Regions from separate parts of the Mus musculus genome. Here regions 1, 3 and 4 are each linked to region 2. Evidence: chromatin contacts called from public Hi-C and promoter capture Hi-C data. All regions are on one chromosome and are shown on one strand. The core of a region is the stretch at or near the end of the contact, and the rest is flanking DNA. Distances in the headings are between cores, read along the strand shown.

Region 1 (7,923 bases), core at 2,225-4,724, 2.0 Mb before region 2:
ATACAGAGAAACCCTGTCTGTCTCGAAAAAAACCAAAGTCAAAAGCAAAACAAACAAACAAAATGGGGGTGGGGGGAATTCCCAAACAACCCAGCTCCTTGCCAAGCCAATAGGTTGCTCTCTACAAACTGACAGCAAGGCTTCATTGCTGAAGATAGCAACCACATAACTCCTCTAACCCATGTTCAACGAGACAGTAGTAGAGAGTTAATTCAAATGAACCTGACAAGACCTGAACTGGAGACATCAGTTTATAGACACCAGAAGTCTCTCCCGGGATCCAATTGTTTACAGATCATTGCTGCTAAGCTTGTTCTCTTTTCTGTATTCTTACCTCAAAAAGACTGTTTTCTTTACCCCCCCCCCCCTTCTTTAGTGGGTCAGAATTCTAAGCCTACTTACCCCGACACTCTGTTATTCTGACTCCAACTGAAGTGCAGCTGCTTGTCCACCCCCACTGCTGAGCCTGCCTTCTTACTCAATTGAAAGCTTGACTTTCTTGACTTTCCTCTTACCCAGGTTCCTTCTCCCAGCTGCTGTCGGGATGTCTAGCTAGCCCATCCTTCTCACACTCTAATAAAATGTCCTCAAGCTTTCTCCTGAGCATTTCTTTCTTTCTTTTTTTTTTTTTGGTTTTTTGAAACAGGGTTTCTCTGTGTAGCCCTGGCTGTCCTGGAACTCACTTTGTAGACCAGGCTGGCCTCGAACTCAGAAATCCGCCTGCCTTTGCCTCCCGAGTGCTGGGATTAAAGCCGTGTGCCACCATGCCCGGCTTCTCCCGAGCATTTCTGTACATATCTTTATAAAACTAAGAGCTCACAGAAGTGACCTGTATTCCCTTATAATGGAGGGGAGGGGGGCCCTGATAACCTCAACCAAAGGAGGAACAGGTGAGGATCAGAGCTGCAGGGAACCAGGCAAAGGCCTGGGATGTAGACCAGTGTGTGGGAAGCAGCTGTTTGGTTTTTGTTTTTGTTTTTTGTTTGTTTGTTTTGGAGAGTCCCTATGTTGGTGGGGTTTCCACCTACAGGTAGATAGGATTATCATTTCCACTAAGAAACTAGTATAAATCAGGCAATGGTGGCGCATGCCTTTAATCCCAGCACTTGGGAGGCAGAGGCAGGCAGATTTCTGAGTTCAAGGCCAGCCTGGTCTACGGAGTGTGTTCCAGGACAGCCAGAGCTATACAGAGACACCCTGTCTTGGAAAACCAAAAAAAAAAAAAAAAAAGAAACAAGTATAAATTGCATCAGAAACTTTAGCAAGTCCTTGCCAACCTGAGTGAACACTTGGGTCATCAAAAATGGCCCTCTACATGGAAGCAAATGAGCCCAGTTTACAGCTTAGGCAAATGAAGCGTGTTCCAGCCCCTCTTAGGCCTCCCTCCCTCCCTCCCTGTGTCCTGTGGGAGAGAATCAGTACAGATGTCTTTCCATAGCCTCCTCTAGGGAACAACTGAGCTAGAGTCCCATTCCTCCAGGGAGGCCATGACTAGTCTCTAAGTTGGAAATGAATTAACAGAGTTTTTAATCCCAGGAGAGGTAAGGAAATTGGGAAGAAACCCAGAAAGAAAGGTCCTGGACCTAACCTGGTCTCTGGAGCCCCTGCCTTTCACTGAGGCAATGCATTTGAGAACAAGGGAGAGCTGGTATACTGGCTAGTTTTGTGTCAACTTGACACAGCTGGGGTTATCACAGAGAAAGGAGCTTCAGTTGGGGAAATGCCTCCATGAGATCCAACTGTAAGGCACTTTCTCAATTAGTGATCAAGAGGGAAAGGCCCCTTGTGGGTGGGACCATCCCTGGACTGGTAGTCTTGAGTTCTATAAGAGAGCAGGCTGAGCAAGCCTGAGCAAGCCAGTAAAGAACATCCCTCCATGGCTTCTGCATCAGCTCCTGCTTTCTGACCCGCTTGAGTTCCAGTCCTGACTTCCTTTGGTGATTTAAGTGTAAGCTGAATAAACCCTTTCCTCCCCAACTTGCTTCTTGGTCATGATGTTTGTTCAGGAATAGAAACCCTGACTAAGATAACTGGTAAGCAAGGATACCTTTTATTTCTGTTGAAAACTTCAAAAATCGGGTCTCAGTCGTTGTTCTTGGAGTGGAAAAGGGTTGACCTAGAGTGAAACTCCCCACAAGCTGGGAGTGGGGTGGTCTCAGGAGGAGGTGTCTAAAAGAGAACAGTTAGCAGGAATGAGGAGCTGCCTTGGTTCTGCGTCTTTCCAACAGGGTTCTTTAGCTAGTTAGATGCTAGCTCTGAGTAGTTTTGTAATAAAATCTGGAATGGGAAGAAGAGGGAAGGCTGGCAGGTAGGCTGGCAGGTGTGTTGGTCCCCGTGTTGTTAAGTGAAAGAGCACACTTGTGGATGATAGGCCACGTTCCCAGATGCCCCAAGGGACGTCTTGGCAGAGAGCCTGTGGCCATCTCAGGAGCCAGAAAATGTGCACTTGAGGTCCTGTCCAGGGGCATTCTTCAGTCGTGTCTGCTTCCTTTCAGGGCCTCTGCTGCCCAGATGTAGGCATGGCTCAATGTCACTTTTCACTCAGTGCCCAATGCCCAAGCTGTGACACCTCCCTTCTCTTCATGTCAAATGTTCTCACTGGAGGAATTGCTGAGACTTCGTGCCCAGCTCCAGGGCATCCCAACTGGGGAAGTTGCTGAGGAAACTCACGGTTTTGTCTAGTTTTGTACTTCCTATCGGCGGTCCCCAAGTCCTTGGACTAGTGTAGGCAGGTCTCTAAGGAAAGACTACTTGAGACTGGAGGGTTTGGTTTTCAGGGCGCTACCTAATTTTGCATGGGGACCAGAGTGAAACTGGGCTTGAGGGCTTGCAGGTGGACGATGACGTACGCGCTGCCTCTAGGACTTCAGCACAGTGAGCCCCCAGCACCAACCTACCTACTCTCTCTCACGTGCTTCCACTCAGTTTGCCCCAAGCTACTGTAGGTGCATAGACCCATCACCTCCTACGGGAAGGGCGGAAGGGGAGGCGCTGATCGCCACAAACTCGCTGTAGGTGGCTGGGCAGTACTTGTAGGCGAGCACTAATTGCCTAGTAGGCGTGGTCAACAAGGCGAGGCATGAAGTAGGAGGGATCTGACCATGACTAGGCTCAGCGACCTGCACAGGTGAGCAGGACCGGAAGGCAAGGGCGGGGCTTAAGGAACTGAGAAAGCGTAGACAAGAGAGGTGGAGCCGGGAAGAATGGGGCGTGATCTGACAGGGTCGGGGGGTCGGAATTCTAAAGAGCTGTGCGCAAACGGGTGTGGCCTGTTGCAGGGGCGGAGCAAAGGGAAAGCTTCCCCCCTTTCGGGGGCGGGGCTTAACGTGAAAGGGCGAGGGCCCGCTCAGCGCAGAGCCATTTAGTCCGGAAGGGCGGGGTCAGGGCGGGGCCAGGGTGGGGCGGAGTCGACGGGTCAGCCTCCCCCAGCTGCGCCCGCTTCCTCTGGCACTCCGGCCCGGCGGAAGTGCGTCAGTTGTTATCCGCTCTGGTCGCTGCCACTACTGTGTCTGCCTCACGGTCCCGGTGCTCAGAAGCTCCGCCACCCGCCGCCTTCTGCCGCTGCCCGCCGGTCGCCATGGGCCGTGTCCCTGGGGACCTGGTCTAGGGTCGCCGAGAGACCGCCGCACTCCGATGCGCGGGACCCGGGGTCCTAGCCCGCGCGGCGTCCGGTGCTGAGAGCCCGCGCCCGGCATGCCCGCCCCGGTCCCGAGCCCGCCCCGGCCCCGAGCCCGCGCGGCGCCCTCGCAGCCCGGCGGCACGGCGTAGCAGGCGGTGCGGGGCGCCAAGGTCACCGCCGCGGCGCCGCCATGGAGGCCAAGGTCCGGCCAAGCCGGCGTTCGCGCGCGCAGCGAGATCGCGGCCGGCGTCGGGAAGCCGCCCGGGACGCCCGCGCCCAGAGCCCGTCGTCGGGTGAGGAGCCAGAGCCCAGTCCTGGCAAGGAGAACGCGGGACTCCACGGCGCGCCGCCTCAGCGCCCTACGCCTCTGCGCGCTGCGCGCCCCCCGCGGCGCCGTCGCCGCGAGTCCAGCTCGCAGGAGGAGGAGGTTATTGACGGCTTCGCTATAGCCAGCTTCAGCACCCTGGAGGCCCTGGAGGTAGGTGGGCTGGAAGGCCAGACCCGGGACCAAGGAAACGCATACGTATGCCTCCTGGCCCCGCGCTGCAACCTTGCCAGGAAGAGGACCTGGAGTGAGGGGTGTGTGGGAGGACTTAAACCACGCCACCTAAGCGGGCTTTGCAGCGATCGTTACTTGTTGCCAAGTTATCGCTGCGTCCGGGACCAGCTGGGGATTTGGACATTGTTGGGCCTCGGGGAGGCAGCGACGATAAAATGGACACTTGGGATTCTTCCTGTCCTATGATCTCTTAAGGGTTCTTTGGAGGGAACCGGGAGTCAACTGGCAAACCCTTCTTGGTGATCATTGCATGGGTATAGGTAATAGATTTGCTAAGAATACTACGTGTTTGACTGAGTTGTCGTGCACAGTATTTGCTGAGCAAAGTGTCCTTCCGACCTGAACTCAGGTTAGTAGAAGAGAAGGAAGTGAGAGAAATGGTCAGTGAGTGAGTGAGTAGTCACTGTGTCTCTGGAACTCAAGTGGTTGAAAATGCTGGTCAGGCCTTCAGGGCACTAGCAGAACCTTCAAACCCCTAGCAATGCAGAGATCTCTGTCTGGGTGAAAACTTTGGGGACCACATCTCATCTGCTGGGCTGTGGTCGCAGGGATTACTGCGACCCTATTCACTCTTGCCCTGACTGATACCTGCGATTTCCCAGTTTCAGGCCAAGCTTGAGAAAGGGGAATTGGTCATTGGATATCTAAATGGAGTTTTCCCCAAGTTCATATTCTAACCCTGGGGTCTGCCGGGTCTGTAGAGCTGAGGGTCAGTTGGTGATGGCCACTATGAGTAGCCCTGAGATGGGTTTGTTTGATTCGCATGCAGGGCCGAGTCCCACTTTGTGTTCAGCCCTTGTGTCTTCTGGGGAATATGAGATGAGTTATAGGCCCAAGCCAAAGATCCTAAACTAAGATGATTTTGTGGGGTGTGTTGTATTGTGTCTGGTGCTGATGTGCTAAGAAGACACGAAGGCTTCGGGGTTTCTGCCTTAGTGATGATAATGACACAGCCAGACAGTATGCTAAAGCCCCTACTTTGCAGCCATGGTACCAGAAGTTCCAGATCTGCAATCTCATTTCCTACCTTGCCACACCTGTGTCTGCTAGGCCCAAAAAGAACTCAAAAGAGCCTCCACATCTGTTTAGCCTTCTCCACATTTCTTTTTTTGGCCTCTTTTGGGTCTCAGGCTTTACAGCCTCACCTTAGGTGTTCTGTGTACCTGTGTACTGCTTGGTCCTGTGACACAGTTTTTGGTCTCACCTTCTTCCACACTGTGGAGACTTGACTGGTATTCCTGGGCTTCTGCCCCTCACACTTGTCAATGCGAGGATTGAGCCTGCGGGTTCCCAGTACCCAGAAGGAAACAATCAAGACTCAACATATTAAGGAGTGAATACTTGTGAAGAGAGGAAAGGCCTTTCAGGAAGTCCAGAGCTACTGCCTTAAGGTCACATCACACTGTTGTTAGACCAGCCCATTTGTATCTAAATGGTCAGCTTGTGTTGTATCCAGTTGTATTCTCTGGCCTTTCCCCACCTCTTCTAGGCCACATCTAGAGGGTTGACTTGTACAGTCTCACCAGCTTATCCAGGTTCTGAGAGATTACCCTGCCCCTCCTTACACCTATATAAAAATTTGGTATCTTCATGAGCAGCCTCACCTGAGTTTGGCCTTGGAAAGTACTTGGTTTCTGGACAGATCTAGATCATGTCTAGAAGAGTTTTGCTGGGTATCATTTACTGGTAAACTGTAGTGGATTTTCTCCCTGAGATCAAGTAGTTTATAATCTCATCGTATCAGTGATGACGAGTTCACTCTGCCAGTCTCTTTACAGATGTGAATTTATTTATCCTTTCAGATGACCTTACGAGCAGGTTTGAACACTCCCACCTGTAGATGAGAGATAGATACAAGCAGACTGGAGTTTACAGTCTGGACTGTCCTGCTTCTGATTCCTTTGCTGTGTGTGCAGCCTCACTTGTCGGGGGAGATGGTCTGCCACATTCTCAGGGTCAGCAGGACTCCAGCCCAGAGGGAGAGCTCTTCTCAGCAGTGACTTTAGGATCCCCACATGCCATGACACTATTTGAGTGTCAGCAAAGTCTGCATAATCCCCCCAAAGGCAGTTCAGTATATGTGAATGACTTCTGAGTTGTATGGAAGAGTGTCCCATTATCTTATTTGAGAATGTCTGTGCAGCTCCCTGTGCCAGGGCAGCCTCAGATATCTCTGTTCATTTCCCTTTGTCCTTGTAGGGGATGCAACCTTTGGCTCTTTTGTGTCTGTGGGGATAGCTATTTTCCCAAATGTCATGGTGGTGATTGTTGCAGAGAGGGTGCAGTGTGGCACTTAACCACAGATTTAGATCCATAGAACCATGGTTCCTCCCTCCAGCATTTAGGAAATGTAGATTTTTTGTCCTTGTGACAATTCTCTTGGTGTAAAAAGGTGAGAGGAGACTGCTCCTGTCACCCAGCAGTGAAAGGGTGAGGAACTGGTTTAGGGACAGAAGCATCCTCTCCACTCAGTACATGTGCCTTAGGTCACTGAACAAGTTGTGCTGGTACCTGTATTTCTTTCTAGGAGGCAGGCTCAGAGCCCTGCATTCAGCCCCAGGCAGACAAGCACTTTCTATCCCTTAAGGCTAAGATATGGGGAGCAGGGCTCAGGCCCATGTAGCTTTAAGGTGGCCAGCATCAAGCACTTTTTTTTTTTTCTTTGTTTGTTGGTCTTTTGAGACAGGGTTTCTCTGTATAGCCCTGCTAGCTGTCCTGGAACTCACTTTGTAGACCAGGCTGGCCTTGAACTCAGAAATCTGCCTGCCTCTGCCTCCCAAGTGCTGGGATTAAAGGCGTGGGCCACCACCACCACCGCCCGGCTGTTTTGTTTTGTTTTTTTTTTGAGACAGGGTTTCTCTGTGTAGCCCTGACTGTCCTGGAACTCACTCTGTAGACCAGGCTGGCCTTGAAGGCAGAAATCCACCTGCCTCTGACTCCCAAGTTCACCACCACTGCCCTGCTTAAGAGCACATTTTTTTTTTGGGGGGTACGGTCTTCCAGGGGAAACCACCTGTGCTTTCATGTCATGTGATTTTGTTGATTTGTTTATGCAAGTTGATTGAGTGTGAACAGAAGGTCAGGCTCCCTGTGGTGTTGCTGGGTGGTGGTGGTGTGGTGGTGAATGGTGTACTCCCAGCACTCTGGAGGCAGAGACAGGCGGATCTCTGTGTGTGTATGTGTGTTCAAGGCCAGCCTGGTCTACATAGCTGGTTCCAGAACAGCCAGGGCTACACAGAGAAACCCTGTCTTGGAAAACAAAAAATCAAAACAGGACAAAAGAAAATTGGGTGTCCTATTGCTTCAGCCCCAGTGCCACATTCCATGGTGTCTGCTATTTTTTAGAGCCTCTGTCTAGGGAAGTAGCCAGGGACAGATGTACCCCTACACTTGAAGGGAGGTGCCACTTACTCACAGTGGAGTCATAGCAAGTAACAACTATGGCACTGGCACTTAGAGGATTCCTTATAGTGGCATAGAGAGCTGTGCTGCCTAGACAGGGAAGGCACAGAGCCGAGCAAGTGGAAGGTTTCTCACAATGGAGGTGCAGTCGGGTATATGGATGCGATGCCATCTACAGTGGGAGGAGAATTCCCAGAGGAGACACAGCTGGATGGCCAATATTACCTACATGGAGTTGAGGGATGTACCTCACAATGGAGGTTGGTAGAACTATACTGTCTACTTAGGGAGGGAAGATAATTGCTTCTTACCCCTGTGCACTGTGGGACAAAGATGAAAAGAA
Region 2 (7,737 bases), core at 1,254-3,753:
GAAGAGCCTTAGAGAAGGTTAGACTGCCTGCAAGGGGGTCAGTCTTGACACGGCCCTCAGGTTTCCCATTACTCATCTGATAGGCAGAGTTCAGGGAAGCAATATGACTTGCATTCTGTCACTGATGCCAGACACGGGATTTCTGGGGTGAGAATAAGGGCAGGAGATATGGGAGTGAGCCTGCAGGCTGTGTGGGATGAAAATGTTCAGAGAATACAATGAAGTGAGCAGATGAGAGCCCCCACAGTCCCATAGTTTAGAGCATAAATAAGAGGAGCAGGAAGTAGGACCTCAGCAGCCACAGATGGGACAAGTGGGAATGGATTGTGCATCTGATAGCTGGGTAACTCCTACCCTGGTACATTTCTAAACTGTGACATCTTCCACATTACCAGAGGTGGGTGTTTGTCCAGGTGTGGGAATGATAGTTGAGAGTAAAGGGCCTCAGTTGGGCTCAGCCCAGCTACAGGGGTGGTAAGCTCTGAATTTGAGAGGGCAAGACCCAAGGGAGGATCTTGGCTGAGCCTGGGCACAGCACTAAAGATAGCAGCACACTGGGAATATTTAGATTCTGCACACAGCTGTCCCCAACAGGTGCAGAATCCTCCTACTGGTGTCCTGAGCTATGTGGAACCTTAACCACTTCCACTGCCTGACAAATGACCCCAAGCAACAGCAGATGTCAAGCCATCCGTGTGTATGCTTGTGCCAATGTGTGTATTGTAAGCCTCTTCTGCCTCTACGCCATGTAGCTTCTGTGTACCCACCCCTCAATCCATACTCCCCTTGGTACCCACCCCTCAATCCACACTCCCCTTGGTACCCACCCCTCAATCCACACTCCCCTTGGACCCCCAAAGACACTTGCAGTTCTGGAAGCTTGAGCTGCTAAGGAGTCAGGTTTATTTTAAGATTTAATGAGGGAAACCTGTTTGATCACATAAGTTATCTAACCAGTTGCTCAAGATCAGGGAAGGGAGGGGGCTCAATGTGTAGATGACCATGAGGGGTGAGGAAGTTTACTTGGTGCCTTGTAGGTTAGCATGCCTTTGCAGCTTCCTTGGGGAGCAGTGAGTTGGCAGGAGGGCAGGAATCTCACTGTGGCTCAGGTAGGGATGGGAGTGAGGAACGTCTCAAAGGCAAGGTAAGAGTATGTGGAGCACCTGTGGCACATGGCCTGGGTAATTCTCGTCTCAGTTTAGGAACATTTCTAGGATTCTAACAGAGAAGAACTAGGGCTTTGACTCCAGATCAAATGTAGGCAAAGTTCCAGAGCCTAGGGCAATGGTTCCTCTTCTGATGGCCCCGGAGAGCTGGGTACCTATTATGAGTCCTGCAGTTTTCATTGCTGCATTTTATCCACTTTATATTCATAATTATGTTCTCTTTATAAGTATGGACTATAAAGAGTCAGGAAAAGATACCCCATCCCTACAGACTGTGTACCTTTCCAAGCCCTGGTGCAATGCAAAACTGAGGAGGCTGGTTCAATCAACAGCCTTAGGAAGATTTCAAGTCACTATGGGGCATTGGGGTAAAGCCAGCCATTCAGTGGGTGGCTACAATCTATACTATGACAGATGTACACAAAGATGCTTGCCAATAGACACAGCTGATAATCACCTTGTCTCCATCTTGCCCCATCCCAGGCCAATGATGCTCAACTTTCCTAATGCTGTGACCCTTTAATACAGCTCCTTATGTGACCCTCCCCATACATAACATTATTTTCATTGCTACTTTATAACTGTAATCTTGCTACTGTTATGGGTCATAATGTAAATACTTTTGGAGATAAGTGTTTGCCAAAGGGATCACAAAGGGTTGGTCTAGACCGACATGGCTGCTAGAGAGGTACCCACTCTGGGGACATGGACTGCAGAAAGGTAAGTTTGGCAATCTGGGTGCTCCATGGTCAGTCTCTATGAGGCCTGAAAAGGAGGTCAATAGGACTCAGGATCTGTAGTCCTGAGAGTGTGGGCAGGGAGATGCAGGGGTTAGCCTCATTTGGATGAACATTACCTGTAAAGCCCAATGGAAATTAGGAGCTCTGGGCGAGAAAACACTGGTCGGAGGACATATGTGTCCAATGCCGGAAATTGCAGGAAAGCCCTGGAAGGTTGCTGACCTCTCAGGAAGGGCCAATACAAGTTCTGTAATCTCATGCCCAAACCCACCGCACCCAATGGGCCGCTGGAGTCGGCCAGGTGTGCTCGTCTGTTCCAAGAGATAAAGGGATTGTTTGCGTGCTCCAGTCCACAACAGGTGGGCGACAGATTCCAGGGCTGGTCAGTCATTACACGCCGGTGCTGAAGTAACGAGGCTCTGTGTCACCACCCTTTTGAAGCCAGCTTACACTAACAGCCTAGACTTCCTACCTGGAGAGTAGTAACCAGCCCCGTGGGAACGCTCGGCTATCCTCCAGTCGCTAGGGGGCAGCGCTTTCACTGCGGCGCATGCGCCTTTCTGGCTTCAGGAGGCGGCTTTCATTCTCTGTCTTCCGCCTCAGTTGAGCTTCCGGCGCGAAGGTCACGGACAAAATGGTGCCCCCGGTTCAGGTCTCTCCACTCATCAAGGTGAATCCTCATCCCCGTTGTTGCGCGGTGCTCAAAGCTCCTCTATGCCCCCTTTCCCCTCCCCTCCCGTGACTTAGCATTGCCCACCCTTGGGACTGCTGGCTGTGGTCTCGAGCAATCCCGGCCCTGCAACCCTTGCACACACACCCGCCCCGTACTCCCTCTCCCAGTACTCCTCGATGTCCGACCCCTGCGATCCCCTTGTTCCCTCGGTGTGCCTTCTACTATAATGTTTTCTTCTGCAGTTCGGCCGGTACTCCGCTCTGATCATCGGCATGGCATACGGCGCCAAGCGCTACAGTGAGTTTGGGGACCGGGAGAACGGGATTCCGGGTGAAAGGCTGTGTGACACTGCTCGAGCCTGCAGTTCCTTGGGAGGGAGATGATGCCAGGCCCTAGAGGGGGGCAGGTGGGAACAGCTATCTGGAGATTTTGGAGTCGGCTTTTTCACGAAGCAGCATTTTCAGAGAAGTTAATTGCTTCCACTCCCCCCCAGGTTACCTAAAACCCCGGGCAGAGGAGGAGAGGAGAATAGCAGCGGAGGAAAAGAAGAGACTAGATGAGTTGAAACGGATTGAGAGAGAACTGGCGGAAGGTATGGCTTTTAGCCTCTCCCAACACCCCCGAGTTTTCTGGAAGTAGCTGCTGCTTAGTGGACCAGGGGCTGCCTCTCATCCCATGACTGTTTTGTCCAGTGCTGTCCTCCGTGGAGCCCAGTGGAGTGTGAGAGGCATACTGCCCCTTCTCTTGGGTAGCATCTGCAAATTGCCTTTCGAGAGGTTACTGCTGAGCAGGCTCTCTGACCCCTCTGTGTTGACTTCCTGTGGATTCCAGTCAGATGGAGAAGGCAGTTGGGGATGCAAAGGATGGTTTTAGTAATGAAGTTAGGGTTCTCTTGGAATTAGATTCTTGATTGTTTAAAGCCCAAGTCCCCGTAAGGTGGCCCAAGTCTGTATAATGTTTGACATGGTCTCTTCTCACTTTTCAGCTCAAGATGACAGCATTCTCAAGTGAGGCGTCAGCGAGCTTGCTTTTCTCTAGTCGTTGAGAACGAATAAAGCTTCATTGTGTGATGCTGTGGCTTCCTCTCTCTTTACTGTTTGCTTCTAGGTACCGGCTCTGTGGTTGCATCCTGGCTTTTCCTTGGGTAGGGAGGGTCGGGGGTGGGGTGCAGTGGGTGGAGTTTCAAAGGAATTAATGATCATTACCAGACACACAGACAAAGCGAGAAGTGCTGGGGCATGTGAAGGTGCAGTGGTAAGGCCAAATTAGGGCTCCAGGGATGCCGGGGTAATCCCTGGAGTGGCCTAGCCTCCTGGAAGCAGCTTGCTCTGCTCTGATCTGCACTCTTCTGCTTATGTCAGCAGCTCGGGCCCAGTACAGGAGGATGGGTGTTGATGCCTTCACAATAACGTGGGTCTTGTGCCCCCAACTGATAATTCTTCTCTAGTTCTTAGAAAGTGACCTAAAGCTGAACTATTCAAGGAGGCCTGGACGACTAGGCCCTTGTGTCCAGCTGGGGTGCTAGTTAGTTCTTGTCAACTTGACACAAACTAGACACCCGGGAAGAGGGAGCCTCTGTTGAGGACTTGTCTATCAGATTGGCTTGTGGACATGTCTGTGGAGCATTTTCTTAATTGATGGTTAATTTGTGGAAGTGCCCAGCCCAGTGGGCAGATGGTCCTATAAGAAAGCAGTGTTCTTCCGTGATTCCTGGCTCTTGCTTCTGCTCGACTGACGGAGACTTTGTAAACCAAATAGAGCAAACCCTCCAGGTTGCTCTTGGTTACGGTTATCACAACAACCAAAAGCAAACTAGAAGTGTTACTGCTACCTCTCTGTTCTGGGCTTTGGATAAGTTTTCTAGGTCTGTAGCCTGTTTTTGTTTTAAAGTGAGTAGATCTACAAATGTAATGAGAGCCAGCATATACATACTTCAGAGCTGTTTATTTGGTTTTAGAGGCTGAGGAGCTGCTCATGGTATCCCACTATTTGGGGCTCTGAGGGTTAAATTTGCCACCCCTATGCCCCATAGTGCTAAAGGCAAACTTCCGGATGTCTTCTCTTCCCAGGAATGGCCCCATCCAGTTAGTGCTGGCCTGTCAGGAGGACAGATTCTTTGAGATTCCCTTAAGCTTGTTCTTTGGCAGATAGTGCCCATCTCAGAGGTTAGTCTTGTGAGGGCCCATTGGACTGCCCCTGCTTTACCTTCCAGGCTCCTCTGTACAGCTGCAGCATCAACAGCAAACAAAGCTGCTGGCTGCTTCCTTCATTAGGGTCCCACCCAAGCATTCAGGCCACTTGCATTTGATCTCAGCTCTGCTCACAGCCTTGGCCCAGCAAGCAGAGTTTCTCAACAGGCCAAATGTGATGTGCCCTCCAGTGCTGTCAGCATGTGTGGTCCTGGTGAGTTACTTTCTGTGTTGTTCTGATTTTCTGGGCATATGTTTTTACTGAAGCAGATGGAACTGAATACGTATGTACAATAGTAGAGCTCTGATTCCAGACACATTCCACAGATCCTTTATAAAGATCTCTGTGGGATCTTTTATCAAACCAGATAAATATTATGGGCCAAACCATTTAACTTATTCATAGTTGTTTTTAATTTGTAAAAACACCTTTAAAATTTCAAAATATCCAAAGTTACATTCGATCTTTTTTTTTTTCCTGTTCCTAATGGCTTATACCAAATTGCTATAGGCAGAGTCCGTATGCAGTGGGTGAGTGGCAGGAGGGACCCAAAGCCATGAAACACGGCTTATAGGATACAGCAGGTCGAGGACTTGGGTGCTGGACCACCATTGCAAACTTCTGTGCCCACTGCAAAGGAAGATAAGAGGGTGAGCCTTCGTCTTCTATAACCAGTGCCCTCTGACCCTGTAGGTTCTCCCTGCGGGGGCTGAACTAGGTCTGTAGCCAACCCAAGCCGATTATGCTGAGCCTTGCTTAGCACTTGAGCCTCTTCGGTCACTATGCCCTGATTACTTTCAGTCCTGACCTCCTATGACCCAGAAGCTGTGCTCTTCAATGTGCTCTTACAGTGGCCCTGGAGAACCCCAGGTCCAGGGTAAACAAACCCTGGAAAAGATAAGAGAGTGCCACTGGGCTTCTGATCCTGGGGGCATCAGCTTGTTCAACAGATTCACATGATATAGGGTAAGCACTGTGCCTGCTTAAAACTCTTGCTTAGCTCAGTGTCTTTGCCTTTTTGTTGTTTGGTTCAGGTTTTCTCTCTTGACTCTGAGGATAGCTTGGGGAGGGGGTATGTGATTACAGGCATATGCTACCACACCTGGCAAGGAACTTCTTAGTGGAACAAGAGGCTGATAGGACTTGAGTGAGCTTACTTCCCCTGTATAAGAATGGATATACTAGTATTCTTGTCTCAGTGAGAGAACATCTCAGTCTGGTCTGTTGTCCACATAGCATGAACAGCCATGCTCCATGGGGGACAGGATAGATGAATGGGACATTCCTTGGCTCCAAAGCCTCTGTCTCAGCTGTCGGAGTGTCTGAATTAGCTGCCTTGCTGCTTGCTTGGTGGTTCTCTGCCATCTTACAGCATTGACTTAGGGGTTAACTATGAGCGCATCCCAGTTCTCTGAGGGGCCCAGACCTTTCTTGGCTGCGACTCTGTCTTCTTCCTTCTTCTTTTCTTCCTCCAGGGCCTTGACTTTGGCCTCATACTCGTCAGCTAGTGCTTTCCACTCCTTTCTGTTATTTTGCAGTCGGTCAAACATGGGCAGGATCTCTTCGTGAAATCGAGAAAATTCCTAGAGGGAACTGAGAAGTCACCATGCTGTTTCACTGATCCCGGAGGGCTCAAATGGTAGCTCTTAAAGGCCTCAGGCTTCCCTACCACCAGACTCATTGGACTGAGAATGCTCTAGAATCGTGGAGCTATAGATCTTGGTTATAGGATTCTGGTATCTGTGGCATATTTATCTTAGAAGTCATAAGGACAGTGAAATGAGGCCCAGCATAAGCTTGGTTTCCTGATCCTTAGCTCATTTCACTTGGTGCTCGCACCAGGCAATGCCATCTATAGTTAACCCGCATAGGAGAGAACCACTGAGGTGTCTCCTTCCCAGAAAATTCCTGAGGAGGGGGACAGGATAGGAACTTTTGTGAGATGGGGCTGCTGGGTATAAGTATTTATGATACAGTACTAGCAGGTTGAATATCCCAAGAATAGAGAATGTCACCTGCAGGAGGATTGGAAGCTCTAACAAGCCCTACATCTGTTTTCAGGTGATGTCAATGGGCAGAGGAACAGTGGGGTCCACAGTGACCACCTCTTCCTTCCTCCTTGGCTGCTTACGATTGACTTCACTTGAAGTCACATAGCATCTACCTTACAATGTGGGGTCTGTCACCACTGAGTACTAGAGTGGTGTGGAGCTTGGGTGTGATGTACATCACATGAGGACACTATCTTGTGAGTCTCTTCAAGTCCCTGTCTTACACTCTATGATCAAATAGCAGAACTTAACGACTTGGCAGTTCATCGGTGCCTGACCAGCTAGTGGGAACATGGCTGCTATCATGTTCTTCAGGTTGTATTGGGGTATGCCATTGGAGACAGATAAGACTCAGGCTTGCCAGGTAGTGGTGGCGCACGCCTTTAATCCCAGCACTTGGGAGGCAGAGGCAGGCGAATTTCTTAGTTCAAGGCCAGCCTGGTCTACAGAGTGAGTTCCAGAACAGCCAGGGCTATACAGAGAAGCCCTGTCTGGAAAACAAAAAAACAAAAAACAAAAAAAAACAAAAAACAAAAAACAACAAAAAACTAGGTATCACCTTCACAGATACCTAGTAGACAAGTTGTAGCCATTTTCCTGAAGATGGTGTGCCCATTGTGGTTAAAGAGGCCCTCTGAGGCAGAGATATTTAAGGTGAGACCTCAAGGTGAGTAAGGACATTTTAGGAAATACACTTAGTGCTTCTGAGGGAACAGTCATAAGTTTTGGGACAATTAGCAGGGCAGGTTGAGGTGGGTGTTGTGGTTTCCCCCATCAAATAAGGGTGAAGATCACACAAATGTCCCTGTGTGATCCCTGCTGGATTCAGTCCATTCCCAACCCACTCTGAGCCAGTCCACCCCAGCCAACATGGAATACCTCTGCTGCGCACCTTGTATACGAAAGTACATACGAAG
Region 3 (7,521 bases), core at 4,446-6,945, 2.4 Mb before region 2:
GTGACCCAGGCAACTCTCCTAAGGACAACATTTAATTGGAGCTGGCCTACAAGTTCAGAGGTTCAGTCCATTACCATCAAGGTGGGAGCATGGCAACATCCAGGCAGGCATGGTGCAGGAAGAGCTGAGAGTTTTTTGTTTTTTGGGGACAGGGTTTCTCTGTAGCCCTGGCTATCCTGGAATTCACTTTGTAGACCAGGCTGGACTCGAACTCAGAAATCCGCCTGCCTCTGCCTCCCAAGTGTTGGGATTAAAGACGTGCACCACCACGCCCAGCAGAGCTGAGAGTTTTATATCTTCACCTGAAAGCTACTAGGAGGAGACTGGCCTCCAGGAAGCTAGGAGGAGGGTCTCAAAGCCCATGCACACAGTGACACACCTATTCCAACAAGGCCACATCTTCTATTAGTGCCACTCCCTAGGCTAAGCATATACAAACCATCACAGCTCCCTACCTGGGATGAGAGGACACCTCTGTTCACTTCTCCCCAGGAACAAGGTCAGACAATACTTCAAACGACATGAATGGCTCATCTCCTCTCTCCCTTTGTGTTTAGGGTCAAGTATTAGCCAAAGATAAATTTGGGCTTCCATCTTTCACTTACATCTCACTACCACATTGGTTATCACATTAAGGTCATCCCACTCAGTTACTCTACAAAGATGAACCCTTATTACACTTCTCTGTAAACCTTCTTCCTGACTTCCCCCCTCAGAACATGAAGTCCACGAGGACCGCTGTGACTATCTTACTCAACAGTGTAGCTCCAGGCAGGTTAGTGGTGGCATAAACCTTTAATCCCAGCACTGGGAGGCAGAGGCATGTGGATCTCTGTGAATTCAAGGCCAGCCTGGTGTGTACAGTGAGTTCCAGGACAACCACGGTTGTACAGATAGACGGTCTCCAAAAAAAAAAAAAAAAAAAGGGCGGAGGTGGGGGTATGTGGTGTGATCCACAGCCAGGCATGGTGGTGCACGCCAGTAACCTCAGCATGAAGGTACTAGCAGAAGGACTAGAAGTTCAAGGTCATCCTTGGCTACATACACAGTTTGAGGTCAGGATAGGCTCCATGAAACACTCAAGAAAACAAAAAGAAATGAAGACAAGAGAACTGGCTTTAAGAACAGAAATCAAAGAAAGAAGGAAAGAGGAGAAAAGGCAAAGAAGAAAAAAAGGAACCTTTTCAATTCATTCTGATGGCAGTTAAACCTTAGTAACAAAGACAAAGACAACACAAGAAAGATACAAACCAACAACTCCTATAAATGGAGATTCAGACGTGATTAAAAAGCAGTCCACACCTATAACCCAGCATTCAGGAGCCCAAGACAGAACCGCTCTGAGTTCAAGGCTAGAACAGTCTACTTAGTGAGTTCTAAACTGTGCCAGGCTAAAAACTAAGGCTCTGTGCTCTAAATAAACAGTCAGCTGTACTATTAAAGGGGTAGAGGCAGGAGGTTCAGGGGCTCGCAGACAGCCTTATCAACACAGCAGGTAGATAAGTATCATAATACAAAACAAAACTAAAATAAAATAAGCAACAAGAGCTTGCTGACAGGAGACTGATATAGCTGTCTCCTGAGAGGCTCTGCCAGTGCCTGGCAAATACAGAAGAGGATACTCACAGTCATCCATTAGATGGAGCAAAGGGTCCCCAATGAAGGAGCTAGAGAAAGGACCCAAGGAGCTGAAGGGGTTTGCAGCCCTCTAGGAGGGACAACAATATAAACTAACCAGTACCTCCAGAGCTCCCTGGGACTAAACCACCAATCAAAGAAAATACACGGGCTAGGCGTGGTGGCGCACACCTTGAATCCCAGCACTTGGGAGGCAGAGGCAGGCGGATTTCTAAAAACCAAAAAAAAAAAAAAAAAAAAAAAAAAGAAAACACACAGAGAGACTCAAGGCTCTAGCTACATATGTAGCTGAGGATGGCCTAGCTGGTCATCGATGGGAAGAGAGGCCCTTAGTCTTGTGAAGGTTCTATGCCCCAGTATAGGAGAATGCCTAGGCCAGGAAGTGGGTGTGGGAGGGCTGGGGAACAGTCGAAGGGGGGAGAGGATGGGGGTTTTTGGAAGGGAAACTAGGAAAGGGGATAACATTTGAAATGTAAATAAAGAAAATATCTAATTAAAAAAAAGAAGCCATTGAGCTAAAAAGCATATTAAAAATAAGCTGGTGTGTGTTTGTGTGTACATGTGGGGGGTCAGGGGATCTGTCTGACTTTCATCTGTGGATCCAGGATGGTGACTGGTAGCAAGGTCCACCCGGCGCTTAAAGCAGGGTAGTAGAAACTATATACAACAGGGTACACTACCTCATCTATAACCTTTGCATTCAGGAGATGAGATGAGAACATGGTGAGCCAGCCTGGGGACATGGAAAAATAACTGATGGTTAACCTTGACTGTCAACCAGACTGAATCTGAAAACAACTAAGAGACAGCCCTCTGGGTGGACCTGTGAAGTATGAACTGAAGGGAAGAGACTTTACAACAGAGTGTGTGTCACCTCCTACAAGCCAAGACAGGGAGGTCCAAGGGAAAAAGTGTTGCTTGCTTGCCTTCGCTTCTTGCTGGCAAGTGCTTCTATGCCATGATTTCTGCTACTGCCCTTCGCTGCTTCTTTCCAATACAAAGTGAAGATCAGCTCGCTCTCTAGGAATCCTCCAGGCTGTCAGTGCCAAACTGGCACTCCTGGCTGAGACATCTAGTCTTGTGGACTGAGTAGCTCCTAAGTCTTAACTCTCTCCATCATGAAGAGAACTACGAATGGATGATTCAGGCCATATCATGTAACCAATTTAATAGATCCTGTCCCCTAGTTTGGGGGTTTTTTTGTTTTGTTTTGTTTTGTTTTTCTGAGACAGAGTCCCTCTGTGTAGCCCTAGCAATCCTGGAACTCCCAGGCTACCCTCAAACTCAGAGCTCACTTTGCCTCTGCTTCCTTTTACTACCACATCTGGGCTAATCCAGATCTCTTGAGGTGGGAAGATCCACCTTTAAGCTGGACCACACCTTCTGCTGGCAGCCTATATAATGGGCATGAAAAAAGGAAGCTTTGCCAGTTTGATCTCGCTCTTACTGGCAAGTTCATTCCTTCACTGAGCACTAGTGAGCATACTTTTTTTTTAATTTATTATATGTAAATACATGGTAGTTGTCTTCAGATACCCCAAAAGAGGGTGTCAGATCTCATTACAGATGGTTGCAAGCCACCATGGTTGCTGGGATTTGAACTCAGGACCTTTGGAAGAGCAGTCAGTGCTCTTAACCACTGAGCCATCTCTCCAACCCCCTAGAGCATACTTCTACAAGATAGTAATGTATACTAAAGACCAACTAAGACATCCTGCCTGGATTCTTACTGGATTCTTACACCTCCCCTGGGTAGCCATTGTTGAATTAGCTGGACCATAGCATGTAAGCCACTCTAATTAGTCCCTATATATACATACATACATACTCATTCTATCAGTTCTGTTCCTCTAGAGAACCCTGACTAATACAAGTATCTTTCAAAACTGTCTCAGAATGAGCTAGGTCTCCACATTCAAATGAATAAATTTGAACCACATATGGTCGATATGTGTAATCCCAACTGAGACAAGATCAATGCAAGTTCAAGGCCCCAAGGAACTACACTGTGAGTTCCAAGCCCACCTGGGCTGCAGAATTCCTTGTCTCACAAACAAACTAGTAGAGCCTGATAAAAATGTGTGCCTATAAACCCAGCACTTAGGAAGTAGAGGCAGGAAGATCAAAAGTTCACAGCCAGGCTGAGCTACATAGTGAGTTCAAGGCTAACTCAGGCTACAATAGAATCTTTTTTCTGAAGAAAAAAGAAAAATTTGAGGCTAGCCTATGAAATTTAGCAAGATTCTATTTAAAAATAAAAATAAGGTAGCCAGGGATAGGACCTTGGATGTAGTTCAATGTAAGAGCTCTCTACTATGTGTAAGGCCTAAATCTGATCTTCAGTATGAACAGGGCCACCAGGAGGAGATAAACTCTACCACAGGGGCCCTGAGACTTCTGCTGCAACAACCTAACCACCTTCTTTTTTTTTTTCCTAACCACCTTCTTTAACTGTTTCTCTGAACACACACTATATCATATAACAAAGTGCCTTACCTAGATTGGAGAATCCATCCTGAAGAGCCCATAGCCGAGCCCAAGGGGCAGGACCAGGTTCTTCAGGTTCTTGGTCCTCAGGAATAGAACAGAGTTCCTGGGTAGACACTGTCTCCAGCGAGCTCAGAGTCCCAGAACTGGAGTGCGAGGACTGGCTGGAGGACGGCACTGTGCCGGTAGAGGAGCTGGACGAACCCTGATACTGTGAGAGCTCGTGCAACTGAGAAGGAGTGCCTTGGGGCTGGCTGAAGCCACCCTGGGACTGTGAACAGGAAGCACTGTCATGAGCCTTCGAGGAGGTGCTGCTGTGGGACTGATGATGACTCTTCATATCCGACCTCGAAAACAAGAGTCCAACAATAAGGAACAAGGCTCTGGATTCGAGAGTGGAGAAGGGGAGGGAGCAGGAGAGGACTCGGCAGGAAAGTGCACATACTATTCTTGCAGAACCCAAGTTTCCCTACGTTCTCAGCACCAAATCTGGCAGCTCGAGGTTTCCTATAACTCCAAAGTCAGTGGCTCTGTAGTGGATCTTGGCCTCTGCAATCACCAGAGCTCACACTTGCACTTTCCCACACAGATAACATAATTAAAAGTAAAGTAAATCTCTACCCAAAATTAGTCATGTGGCTGCTATAACTCAATGGTAGATGGTTCATCACTTCTCCAACAGAAGCAAAGTACTGGATCCCACTCCCAGTATTGTCAAACATACAAAATGAAGACAGTTAAGGAGTCAAGAGTACAGTTCCCAGCACCCACATCCAAAAGATCACAAACACCTGTAATTCCAGCTCTTGGTGATACAATGCCCTCTATTGGCCCCCGTGCGCACTGCACAGACTTAGACACGTGATTAAAAAAAATACATAAAGAAATTTAAAGGAACGGGCACATTATGACCACCTCAAAATGAAAGACAGGCCCATTCATGAGTGGGGAGAAAAAAAAGTGACCATAGCAAAATCCCAGGATTATGAATAGAATTCCAGAGGCCACTTACAAAGCATTACACCATCTTCCTTCATGTACAGAAGCTGAGAATGGCTTGGTTGTCTCCTATCCATTCCTTGCCATCCTACCCCTCACGTATGCTGAGTATGCAGACGTACCCTCTTCAGTTCCTGCAGAGCCTAGCAGCGAAGATCGGGTTCTCAGTAGGTATTTGGGGAAAGCCATCTAGGGGCTGGCATGAACATTTATAATGTTCGTTATGAAAACTACTTCGCTCTGGCAACGAACAGCCCGGCGTTGTGCCTTCCTATGTGCCCAGACCTGTTTCAGCTCACAAGGAACAAGGAAAGTGAACTTCCCCCCCGCTTCCCCCCCGCGCGCCCCAAGGGCAGATAAAAAGGAAGAATTGACTATGCACAGCGCCCCCTCGCTCGCACAAGAAAGCAGACAAAGCGGAAGCTGCAGAGGGCCCATTTGCACAAGAAGCATGAGAACGGTATTCGACTCCTCAAACACTTAAAGTTTCCCACTTATGACTCACCGCGTGAGACCACCAGGAGCCGCAAACACTGCACAGCCTCCGCCAGTGGAGTGGCGCTAAACCTACGGATACAAACTCCACCCTCAACCAATCAAAAAGCCTTCCTCCCCGGCAGGACCAGTAAGAAAGCCCGAAGATGACTGCCGCGATTAGTCTCAAGGCTTGCTGGGAGTTGTAGTTTAACATGCAGAACGGGACTCGACGTCTTGGTTTCCCGCGGCTAATCCCGCCTCCTCGACTCCCTTAACCAATCAGCAGCGAGACGGTCTTTCCTCCTTTCCCTCGGGTCTTGCTACCTAGGTCAGCGAGCGGCCGTCCCAATGTGGGGATGCGGAGCCCGTGCCCTGCTGGGTGTGTGGGAGGTGCGGCTGGCAGGGTTCCTGGGAAGGAGACTTTTGGGCAGCAATGCCGCCGCGGGGAAGAGCATTGCACCGCAGTGCTGGAACTGCGGTCACGCAAGGGAAGTCGGGTGTGGGGATGAGTTCTTCTGCTCACACTGCCGCGCTCTGCAGCCTCCTGACCCCACTCGTGACTACTTCAGCCTCATGAACTGGTACGGGCGGCGCGTCGTGACGGGAAAGCAGCTCGGGCTTCGTAACCCGAGCGATCTAGGCTTGGGGCCGCGTCTGCGGGGCTGTAATTTCCAGCCAGCTTGGGGGGGTCTGAGGCTGAGGACCACAGTTCAAAGCCATCTTAGGCAATTTGCCGAGACTGATTCAAAACAACTACAAAGATGGATAAGTGTAGGCCATAGGTATAAGTAGTACCTAGTGAGATTTTAGGAGTTTTCCTGAGACGGAGAGGAAATAAAGTTACAGACTGGAGAGAAGATAAGGGTGGAGGCGGGGGTCAAACAGGAGTGAAGTTGCAGATGCCTGTCTGTGATCTAAGCACTTGTAAAGTGGAAAACACAGGTTCAGGAATTCAAGACTAGCAGTAGCTACAAGGACCTTGTTTTTAAACATCAACAAACAGAAACGGACAAGTTTACGGTATAGGGAGGTTTGAGGGCTGAGACTTCTGGAAAATCCATTGGCCAAACTTACAGGAACTGGGAGAGGTTTTTGTTTGTTTGTTTGTTTGTTTTTTAATTTAGCCTCACCTTGAAGTCTCGCCTGGCCTGCCTGGAATTCCACCAACCCCCTCTGCCTCACCAATGCCAGGATTAAAAGCATGCTAGACAACCGTAGGAGATGATACCCCACTTGGAGGCCAACCACACAAATAGGGAACATCTCATCGCAAATAAATTATTTATTTAACGGAGAAAATAAATACAAAACAAGCCAGGTGTGTTGGTGTTATGCCTGTGAGTCCAGCACTCAGAGGGTACAGCTGAGCCTGTACGTTTGATGAGACTCTGGGCTACATGAGACTAGGTCTCAAAAACCGAAAGCAATTAAGAACAAAACAAACCTAGTGTAGTAGCCTATGTCTAAAATCCCAGTGTTCAGTAGGCTGAAGGAAAAGGGTCAAAAGTGGGAACCCAACATAGGCTAAGCAGTGAGACCCTGTCTCAAGAAAACAAAAATTTAATTCAGGCTGAGAATTTGAGGGAGAGACACCAAGAAGTGTTCTCTGTACTTTGTCCCCCCCCCCCTGCCTTTTCTCTTTTTTTAAGACTTATTGATTGTATGTAAGTACACTGTAGCTGTCTTCAGACACACCCGAAGAGGGCATCAGATCTCATTACGGATAGCTGTGAGTCACCATGTGGTTGCTGGGAATTGAACTCAGGACCTCTGGAAGAGCAGTCTGTGCTCTTAACCACTGAGCCATCTCTCCAGCCCCTCCACTCTGCCTTTTTCCTCCCCTGTCTCAGAGATTGGAGAGGTACCGAAGTGTGCGCAGAGTTGAACTAAAGATTAAAATGGGAGGGCCCGCTGTGGCTG
Region 4 (7,557 bases), core at 4,171-6,670, 2.2 Mb before region 2:
TGCAATCCTCATGCACTTTATATATCGGTTTGGTCTAATTACAAGTTATTAAGCTTGTTCTAACACTGTGAACACCCAGTCAGCTATCCTAGCATCTATCCCTTTTAGTATCACCAATTCAGATAGAAAGCCAGCACATGATCTTACTAACCTAATCTTGGCAGACAGTGTTTGGGAGATCTCTGGGTGTAGGGGAAGGGTCTGATCCTGTGAGAAAGAAAGTGATGCTAGCTTGGGTCTAGGGCAATGCATGTTCTGAAAGGTCACAGAAGAGGCAAAACCAAGGCAACTGGAACAAGGCACCAGTAAGGGAAGCCAGGGCTGTGGTAGCTTCAGATTTAAAAAGGACTTGGACAGGGACACAGAGATGGCTCAGTAATTAAAGCTCTTGTAGAGGATCCAGCTTACAACTGCCTGTAGTTCCAGTTCTAGGGGATCCAACAAACACTTCTGGCTTCCTTGGGCACTAGGCATATATGCTATACAGACATACATGCAGGTAAACACTCATATATGTGAAATTTAAAAGGGAGGGAGGCCTGGTTAAAGCTGTGGGAAGCTTCCCCTTATCCAAGTTCCAAGGGCCTGAAGATAGTACCCGTAGCCTGTGCCTAGGTGTTCTGGGTTAGAGGAGTAGTTAAGTGGCTGTGTTGGAGCTATCGGGAATTTGTATAGGTTCAAGTGATCCATTTATTTTTTTCTGAATACAAATGAAAATGTTTATCTTTTTTGATACACTGACTTTTTAAAAACAGGCCTTCTTAAAAGCACAGGTAAGCGCTAATTCTCCTTGACTATATATATTCAGGGAAGGACTCTCACATCATTTAAGAACTTAAATGGGTGGGAGGCTAATTATAAAGTACAATCTTGAAGACTAGTAGCCAAGGAAGTATCTTCAAGGCTGCTGCCAACCTGTTCTTGGGCTCCAGTGACTTGCCTGGGGCAGGCTCGCCATAGCTTCTCTGTAGACAGGAGACGCTAACGTATAAGCACTTTGATCACCACAGTCCAGTCACCATAGTGTTTGCTCACACTCCAGAAGGCATCCTTCAGCTTCACCTGAGCTTATTTCCCAAGACCAACTGGACACCAGCAGTCCAACCCGAGAGCCATTACTTTTCAGGACGAGGCCACCATCTAGGCTGCATCAACCAAGACGACCAGATGCCCACGGCACTGGGGAGAAGGGTTGTTTCCACTGGAACCCCAAGGAACTTATCTTCTGTTCGCACGATCTTCCCTCCAGGGCCCTGTTCTCATCTAGGCTGCCTTCAGTTTCTGCTCCTCCTGTGGAGGGAAAACGAGCTTTGCACCATTTCATCCCTACTGCTAGCTACAGCCCCCTAGCCCTACACCTGAGAGACAACAGACATCATGCTAAAGGAGGCACCTCCCATGGCATGAGGCTGCTTCCTGCTTGCCTCCCTCTCCTGTGTGTGATGGCATTTCGAGGGCAGAGCCTCCACTTGCAGAAGGCCTCACCTTGACAGTTTTCTCCAACTGAGACAAGGCTGTCTCATAACGAGCAACCAGCGGCTGCAGGAGCTTCCTGGGGATCTCATGGTGTGTCAGCTCAGGCACCCCAGCTTCTGACACCATCTGAAGGAACTTCCTTTCCTGGAAGGGAGGCGTTTCATGGGAAGGAGTCTGATCAGGCCGGCATCTGTAGCAGCTTGGCTCTGCCCATGACGTCTGCTAAGAACTAAACAATCTTACCTGCACTTTCAAGAGAAGTGTGAATGCCTGTCCAGTTTTCCCGGCTCGAGCTGTTCTCCCGACCCTGAAACCGAGCACGAGTGTTTTTGGACAGTGGCTCCTGGCCCAGAGACCTGACAGGACAGTGCCTCTCTTGGCCATACTGTACATGACCATCATGCAGGGTGATCCTACATAGGATGACCAAGAATCCGTAATGTGGCCTATCAATGGCCACTGCCAAGTACCCCTTACCTGTGCACATAGGTCCTCAGATATTGTGGGGCATCGTAGTTGATCACCAGCTCCACACCCTGCACATCAATGCCTCGAGCAGTAGCATCTGTGCTGATAAGGCTGATGAAACACAGGCAGTAGGGCTGAGGGCCAGGAACAAACATCCACCCCTGTGCCTACTCCGCCAGGGTTAGTTCCAAGTCCCTCTTGGAAATCAGCTGCTCGGAAACTAGGGGGTCCCAACGACAACCCAACTCTATAGAGTAGGTCCTATCTTGTTTCCCTGGTACTCACAGCTGGATCTTTCCTTGTTCAAACTGCTTCAAGATTTTCTTCCTTTGGCCAGGCCCATAGCGGGAGGAGAATTCAGCCACACTCACACCCCCAAAAGCTTGTGCTAATAGGTACAGCCTGGGCAGAGAAGAAATAGAAGCCAGGTGTTACGAGAGTCTAGTGTACATTGGCTCCACCCACCTTAGTTCACCTTACCTGTGGGAGTTTTCTCGGGAGTTGGTGAAGCAAAGAGCCCTTGAGCAGCTCATCCTGAGGACCAGGTGTAAGACAATGAGTGGCTTCGAGCTGAGTCTACACGGCACATAGTGATGCTGTGGGAGATGGACAGCAGGCGCTAGCCAGGAGCCCTGGACCTAGGCACCAGCCTGCCCCCACACCCTAGCCTGCTCCACAGGTCCTCCTTGCTCACCGTGAGCCCCACGGGGAAGGTGTACTTCCCCGAGTTTTCATCCACCTCAGCTGTGTCTTTAGGACTTTGTTGTCCCAGCCTTGTGGAGAAAAGCCGTGGCTGGTAGAGGCCAAGGCGCTGCAGCTTCTCGGGGTCCTGGGTCAGTGTGGCTGAGAACAGTAGCTTCTGCAGAGGCATCTGGGGGACACAGGTGCTGGAAAAGGAAGGGCATGTAAGGGTGACAGATTTCCTTGTGCCACCCCGATCCCTGTTATAGACAGGGCCAGCCAGGGAGCTGAGAAAGAGAGCAGCACCTGGAGGAGCCGGCCCTCATGCAAGGCAGGGTACCTGGCAGCAGTCAGAGCCTGGGGCTGTGTCCTCTGGAGCAGGGCACAGGAACCCGTGGGGCCCTCACTGTAGAAGGCTGCCGCCACCACTCGTGGCAGCCAGGACTGGTGCATGCTGTCTATCATCCGGTCAGCCTCATCAATGATCTATAGCAGACAAGAGCCAGGGCTGGATGAAGACTCCCTGTCGAGATCACCCCAGCTAGAGGCTCAATGTCCAGACGGTGGCCTACCAGGAAGCGGAGCTGCTGGAGGCTGAATCCTGGAGTCTGGTCAATGTGGTCCACCAAGCGGCCAGGTGTGGCCACCACAATGTCGGCCAGGCAACGGAAACCATCTGCTCTGCAAACCACAGAGACTCAGAGGAAGGAAGCGCCTCCCGGGGCCATCTAACGCCAAGCTCGCATGTAAAGCACGGACACCACCCCAACCAAAGGACACCAGCTGGGCTGAGGAATGACCTCTTCAAGAGGCCACCGCCTGGCACACCTACGTCTTCTGGACAAGACTCTCCTGCTCCTTAGCCAGCGACTTCTGTCCAGTCACCAAGGCAACCCTCAGAGGCGTGGTGTCTGTGTAGATGTTGAATACTTTGCTCACCTGCAAAAGGAGTCCGTCACTGGCCTAAGGCAGACTAAGCAAAGACCCTTGAGTGTGACTCAGGAGGTCAAGAGGTAAGTAGCATGTATATGCAGGGCGACTAGAGATGGGGATACAGACTTCTGGACGCAGAGCTGTAATACCTGTTGGGCCAGCTCCTTAGTGGGAAGTACAACCAGTGCACGGATGTGGCAGACCACTCGATGCAACAGGGCCTGCAGAGACAGAGACCATCTGTGCCACTGGGACCCTCCCTGTTGTGCTACAGCGGGGAATCTGCCCTCATACTCACCTGTACCACGGGGATGACAAAGGCCAGTGTTTTCCCACTGCCCGTTGGGGCAGAGACGCAGAGGTCACTAGGTTGGTAGCCACCTCTGCCTATGAGAAACCCATGGTCAGCACTTTCGAGGAGGGCGGGAATCACAGCTGCCTGGACTGGAAGGAGAGAAGGAAAGGAGTGTGTCAAGTATAGGCCGTGTTATACCATTTCACCCAGGAATTCTCCCGGACAAAGATGCCACCAGGGCTGGAAAATTGTCAAGGACCTGAACCCAAGAATATGGAAGCTCGCTGATCTGATGTGTAGTGGGGACCCCTAAACCACAACCCTGACACTACAGCTCTAACAGCCCAGGGAAAGCTGCCTCGGGGAGTTCACCCCATCATTTGTCCAAGGCTTAGGCACCTGGAAAGTAGGAAGTGATGCCATTAGCTCTCAACTGCTTCTGCAGGTCAGGGTGAACCTCAGGGATGTCCTCAATGGGAGTGAGATCTTCGGTGACACTCTTTTTGACACAGCTTGGCTTAGCCAACCATGCTGGCAGGAAAGGCTGAACCTGAAAGCAAGAAGCAGCGCAAACGTCCCCCAGAAGGCTCCAGGCTTGTGGAGTCATTAGAAACCAGGAACTACAACATTAAGAGACCCTAACCAGTCTTTCTTCAACCCTTCACCACCTCCCACTCTGGCAACCTTTGGACAAGACACCCGGACCAGCAGACACCCTATCCTAGTGCACTAAACACAATCTGGATACTTTGCCTATAAGCCTACCAACCCAGCAAACTGTCTTCATGCACCAAGAAATGTTGCTTTCAACAGGGACAGCAAGGCACGCCACGGGGCTTATCCCAAAAGTTCTTATCCGTCTGGATTTCAGTTTCAAGAGTGTCCCATGCATACCTCCCACTTTCAGTAGTTAAGGTCACGTAACAAAACGAAATCCCCCCCACCCCCCGGCTAAGAACTGAAGAGTCCCGGGAGGACAAAAAGAACCGCGCACAGGCTCACTCACCTTCGGCGTCTTTCTTCTTGCAAAGTCCCCCAGCACCCGGCCTGGAGCCGGGGGTCTCTGGACATCCTCCTGAGGGTTCGCACCCGGGTCCTCTGCGCCGGCACTGAGCTCCTCCGGAGCCTCCTCACCTCTCCCTGAGCGACACAGCACAACGTAGGGGGATGTCAACCCAGCAGCACAGAGAGCCTCCATGCCCCGTCCACACTGCGCACTCACGGCCCACCTGCGTCCACGTCCTTGTCCGCTTTCCGCCGCTTCGCCCTAGGAGCCTCCGAGTTCGGAGTCGCCGAGCCGCTCACCCGACGCCGCCGTCGGGGCCGCCGTCGCCGCTTGCCTGCTGCTGCCGCTTCCCCTTCCCCGGCCGTTCCTGTGGTCTCGAGCTCCGGCTCCCGCTGCTGTCGCTCACGGGCTCTGTTCTGCAGCCGCTCGAGCAGCACTCGAGCCCGGCTGCCCGCCTCTGCGTCCGTATCCCCCTGCCCCGCGGCCTCTGGGCCCGCGTACCGCGCTATGTGGAACAGCGCCATAGCTGCCCCACGCCGCGGTTCCTCTCCGGCGCTCTTTGATGACGTACGCCGCCCCGCGACCTAGAGGCTCGGGTGACGTCACGGGCGCGACTCCGCTCGGCGCACACTTCGGTTTCCAGGAACCGGGAGCAGCATCGGCGGCGGCGGCATGGAGCGGCACCCAGCTTCGGCGAGCTCCAGGCAAGAGCTCGGCCGCCTCCTGGAGGCAGTGCTGACGAGTCGTGGCCAAGCGAACGCGGTGTTCGACATCTTGGCTGTGCTTCAGGTGAGCCGCAGGGGCGGACCTGGGGGCGGCCAGGTCAGTGGGAGTCGCGACGGGGCCGAGCGTCACCTTGTCGGGGCCTCCCCGTGTTCAGTCCGAGGAGCCCGAGGAAATCGAGGAAGGAGTGCGCACGTGCAGCCGACTCTTCGGTACCTTGCTGGAGCGGGAAGAGCTGTTCGTGGGCTCGCTGCCGAGCGAAGACACGGCCCTGGCAGGTGGGTGACCTGGAGGGCGTGGGGTACTCTCCGCTAGGCAGTTCCGGTGGGACGCCTTGTCAACTTAGGATGCACCCCCGAGCCAGGGCCTTGTCATAGACCATGCGATCTGGGAGGACGACGCAGTCACTCATTGTAGCTCAGGAAGCGAGTTGAGATCCGTATACTTGCCAGGACTGCGTGAATCCGTATACGTAGCCGTTTTCACTCACTCACACACACACACACACTCTCTCTCTCTCTCTCTCTCTCTCTCTCACACACACACACACACACACACACACACACACACACACACACACACACACACACCCATGTTTTATTTGCGCCATTTCCGAGTTTGATACTGTCTCTGTCCTAGTGGGGAGACCCAGGTTCTGAGGCAAAGCGAGAGGAACTACATTTCAATACCCCCTTCCCAGTTTGCAGGGCTCAGAAATCGTCTTTCCCAAGCCCCGGTCTGGCATCTTAAATAGTTTACAGCTGTGAAGATGAGAAACAGCCGGAAGATTGGGGCTGAGTTTGGGACCTTGGTCAGGCTTGGCACACATAAATATGAGTGTGAGTTAGCTCTCCTAACTCTGTCCCCAGGGTCCCAGGGAGCCACATACAAATACAAGGTGTGGATAAGACATCGATACCACAGCTGCTGTAACCGCCTAGAGGAACTCCTGGCCCATCCCACCTTCCAGGTCAAGGTGAGTCTTGAAGCCCTTAGCCCAGCTTTTCCTCTCATCTCTAAAGTACTTCACAGCACAGGGGTAGAGGCCTTTGATGCGAGCATCTCTTCCTTCACTTGTCTGAGAGACTTCTACCTAGACATCTTTATTGCTGTTCTTTTCCACTGTGTGCTGTGAATCATCCGGACCTAAAGACATGGAGTCTGTAACCCTAGTTCCAGGCAGCAGATCTGCTTTGTACATTGTCACATTTGTTGAGGCACCTCCAAAACTGGGGGGGACAAGGGAATAGTTAGGTGGCCTCCCCTGCAGGCCCACCCTGTGTACATGCCTCAAGCCAAGTTCTGTTAAGAGTTCTATCCCAGGTCACCATCGGCACACACATGTAACATGGAGCGAGATAAGCTGGGGTCTGGCCTCCTTTCTCTCCTGGTTTTTGGCCCGGTCCTAAGCTTGGTTGTGAGAGCTCCTCCCTGAGGCTAGAGGAGCTTTGGGGGCCTCCTGAAGGGTGGAGGCCTCACGCTCACTCTTCTCTGCATCCCAGGAACTGGCCCTCAAGACACTCATGAAGTTTGTGCAGCTGGAAGGAGCAAAACCACTGGAGAAGCCTCAGTGGGAAAGCCACTACCTCTTCCCCCGCACACTCTTCAGGGTGAGGCCTTGGTGGGACCTGGAGGACCGTGGTGGCCACCGCCTAAGGCCATCCCATGAGCCAGCAGACTGAACAGATAGCTGGGGGGATTATTCCTGTCTTGTCAGTTGAAGAGGAAATGGCAGACAACTTGGTGGTATGGGGCTTGCGCCATTCTCCTTGACCATGCTAGGACCACTCTGTGAGACAAGGTCATTCACCCTATCTCTGTCCCCAGGCAGTGGTAGGAGGCCTGCTCACACCAGAGGACGACCACAGCCTGCTTATCTCCCATTTCTGTGAGTACTTGGAATATGATGACATCCGGTACCACACAATGCAGGTGGCCACTAGCATCATGGCCCGGGCCACCAGCCAGCAACCTG

Evidence for each region. Promoter capture Hi-C pulls out the DNA fragments that hold promoters and counts their contacts. A called contact is a pair of places that touch in the nucleus more often than the background predicts.
Region 1: a contact with region 2 is called in a promoter capture Hi-C map of liver, with 2.3 times the contacts expected there. The contact joins the promoter of Fbrsl1 here to the promoter of Atp5k in region 2. A contact is called at or near these places in 7 of 39 promoter capture datasets (the 3T3-L1 cell line, the C10 cell line, hippocampal neurons and 3 more) and 1 of 115 datasets of contacts at active chromatin or transcription factors (thymic regulatory T cells).
Region 3: a Hi-C map of B cells shows a contact between it and region 2, with 6 read pairs. The contact joins the promoter of Chek2 here to the promoter of Atp5k in region 2. A contact is called at or near these places in 1 of 39 promoter capture datasets (pre-B cells) and 1 of 484 Hi-C or Micro-C datasets (B cells).
Region 4: a contact with region 2 is called in a promoter capture Hi-C map of hippocampal neurons, with 2.6 times the contacts expected there. The contact joins the promoter of Ddx51 here to the promoter of Atp5k in region 2. A contact is called at or near these places in 6 of 39 promoter capture datasets (the C10 cell line, erythroid cells, hippocampal neurons and 2 more).

Annotation. Positions count from the first base shown.
Region 1 is chr5:110,444,054-110,451,976 of GRCm38.p6, reverse strand. It overlaps Fbrsl1 (fibrosin-like 1), which reads left to right and starts at 3,474. Exons shown (of 19, transcript NM_001142642.1): 1 at 3,474-4,097. The coding sequence starts at 3,810.
Region 2 is chr5:108,429,165-108,436,901 of GRCm38.p6, reverse strand. Atp5k (ATP synthase, H+ transporting, mitochondrial F1F0 complex, subunit E) reads left to right here and starts at 2,503. Exons shown (of 4, transcript NM_007507.3): 1 at 2,503-2,576; 2 at 2,822-2,876; 3 at 3,073-3,171; 4 at 3,565-3,656. The coding sequence starts at 2,541. The coding sequence ends at 3,590. It overlaps Gm34319 (a long non-coding RNA gene), which reads right to left and starts at 2,501. Exons shown (of 3, transcript XR_003955776.1): 1 at 2,379-2,501. It overlaps Pde6b (phosphodiesterase 6B, cGMP, rod receptor, beta polypeptide), which reads right to left. Exons shown (of 22, transcript NM_008806.2): 20 at 7,713-7,737; 21 at 6,196-6,352; 22 at 5,159-5,399. The coding sequence ends at 5,338. It overlaps Gm34204 (a long non-coding RNA gene), which reads left to right and starts at 7,686. Exons shown (of 3, transcript XR_880561.2): 1 at 7,686-7,737.
Region 3 is chr5:110,838,157-110,845,677 of GRCm38.p6, reverse strand. Chek2 (checkpoint kinase 2) reads right to left here and starts at 5,695. Exons shown (of 15, transcript NM_016681.4): 1 at 5,630-5,695; 2 at 4,135-4,472. The coding sequence starts at 4,465. It overlaps Hscb (HscB iron-sulfur cluster co-chaperone), which reads left to right and starts at 5,901. Exons shown (of 6, transcript NM_153571.2): 1 at 5,901-6,182. The coding sequence starts at 5,950. RefSeq lists an enhancer at 7,068-7,097.
Region 4 is chr5:110,651,314-110,658,870 of GRCm38.p6, reverse strand. It overlaps Ddx51 (DEAD box helicase 51), which reads right to left and starts at 5,420. Exons shown (of 15, transcript NM_027156.3): 1 at 5,083-5,420; 2 at 4,860-4,993; 3 at 4,253-4,403; 4 at 3,857-4,002; 5 at 3,708-3,779; 6 at 3,458-3,564; 7 at 3,198-3,306; 8 at 2,966-3,111; 9 at 2,639-2,831; 10 at 2,425-2,540; 11 at 2,230-2,346; 12 at 1,954-2,055; 13 at 1,720-1,783; 14 at 1,486-1,620; 1 more. The coding sequence starts at 5,383. The coding sequence ends at 1,264. It overlaps Noc4l (NOC4 like), which reads left to right and starts at 5,489. Exons shown (of 15, transcript NM_153570.2): 1 at 5,489-5,648; 2 at 5,740-5,860; 3 at 6,452-6,558; 4 at 7,085-7,192; 5 at 7,410-7,557. The coding sequence starts at 5,532.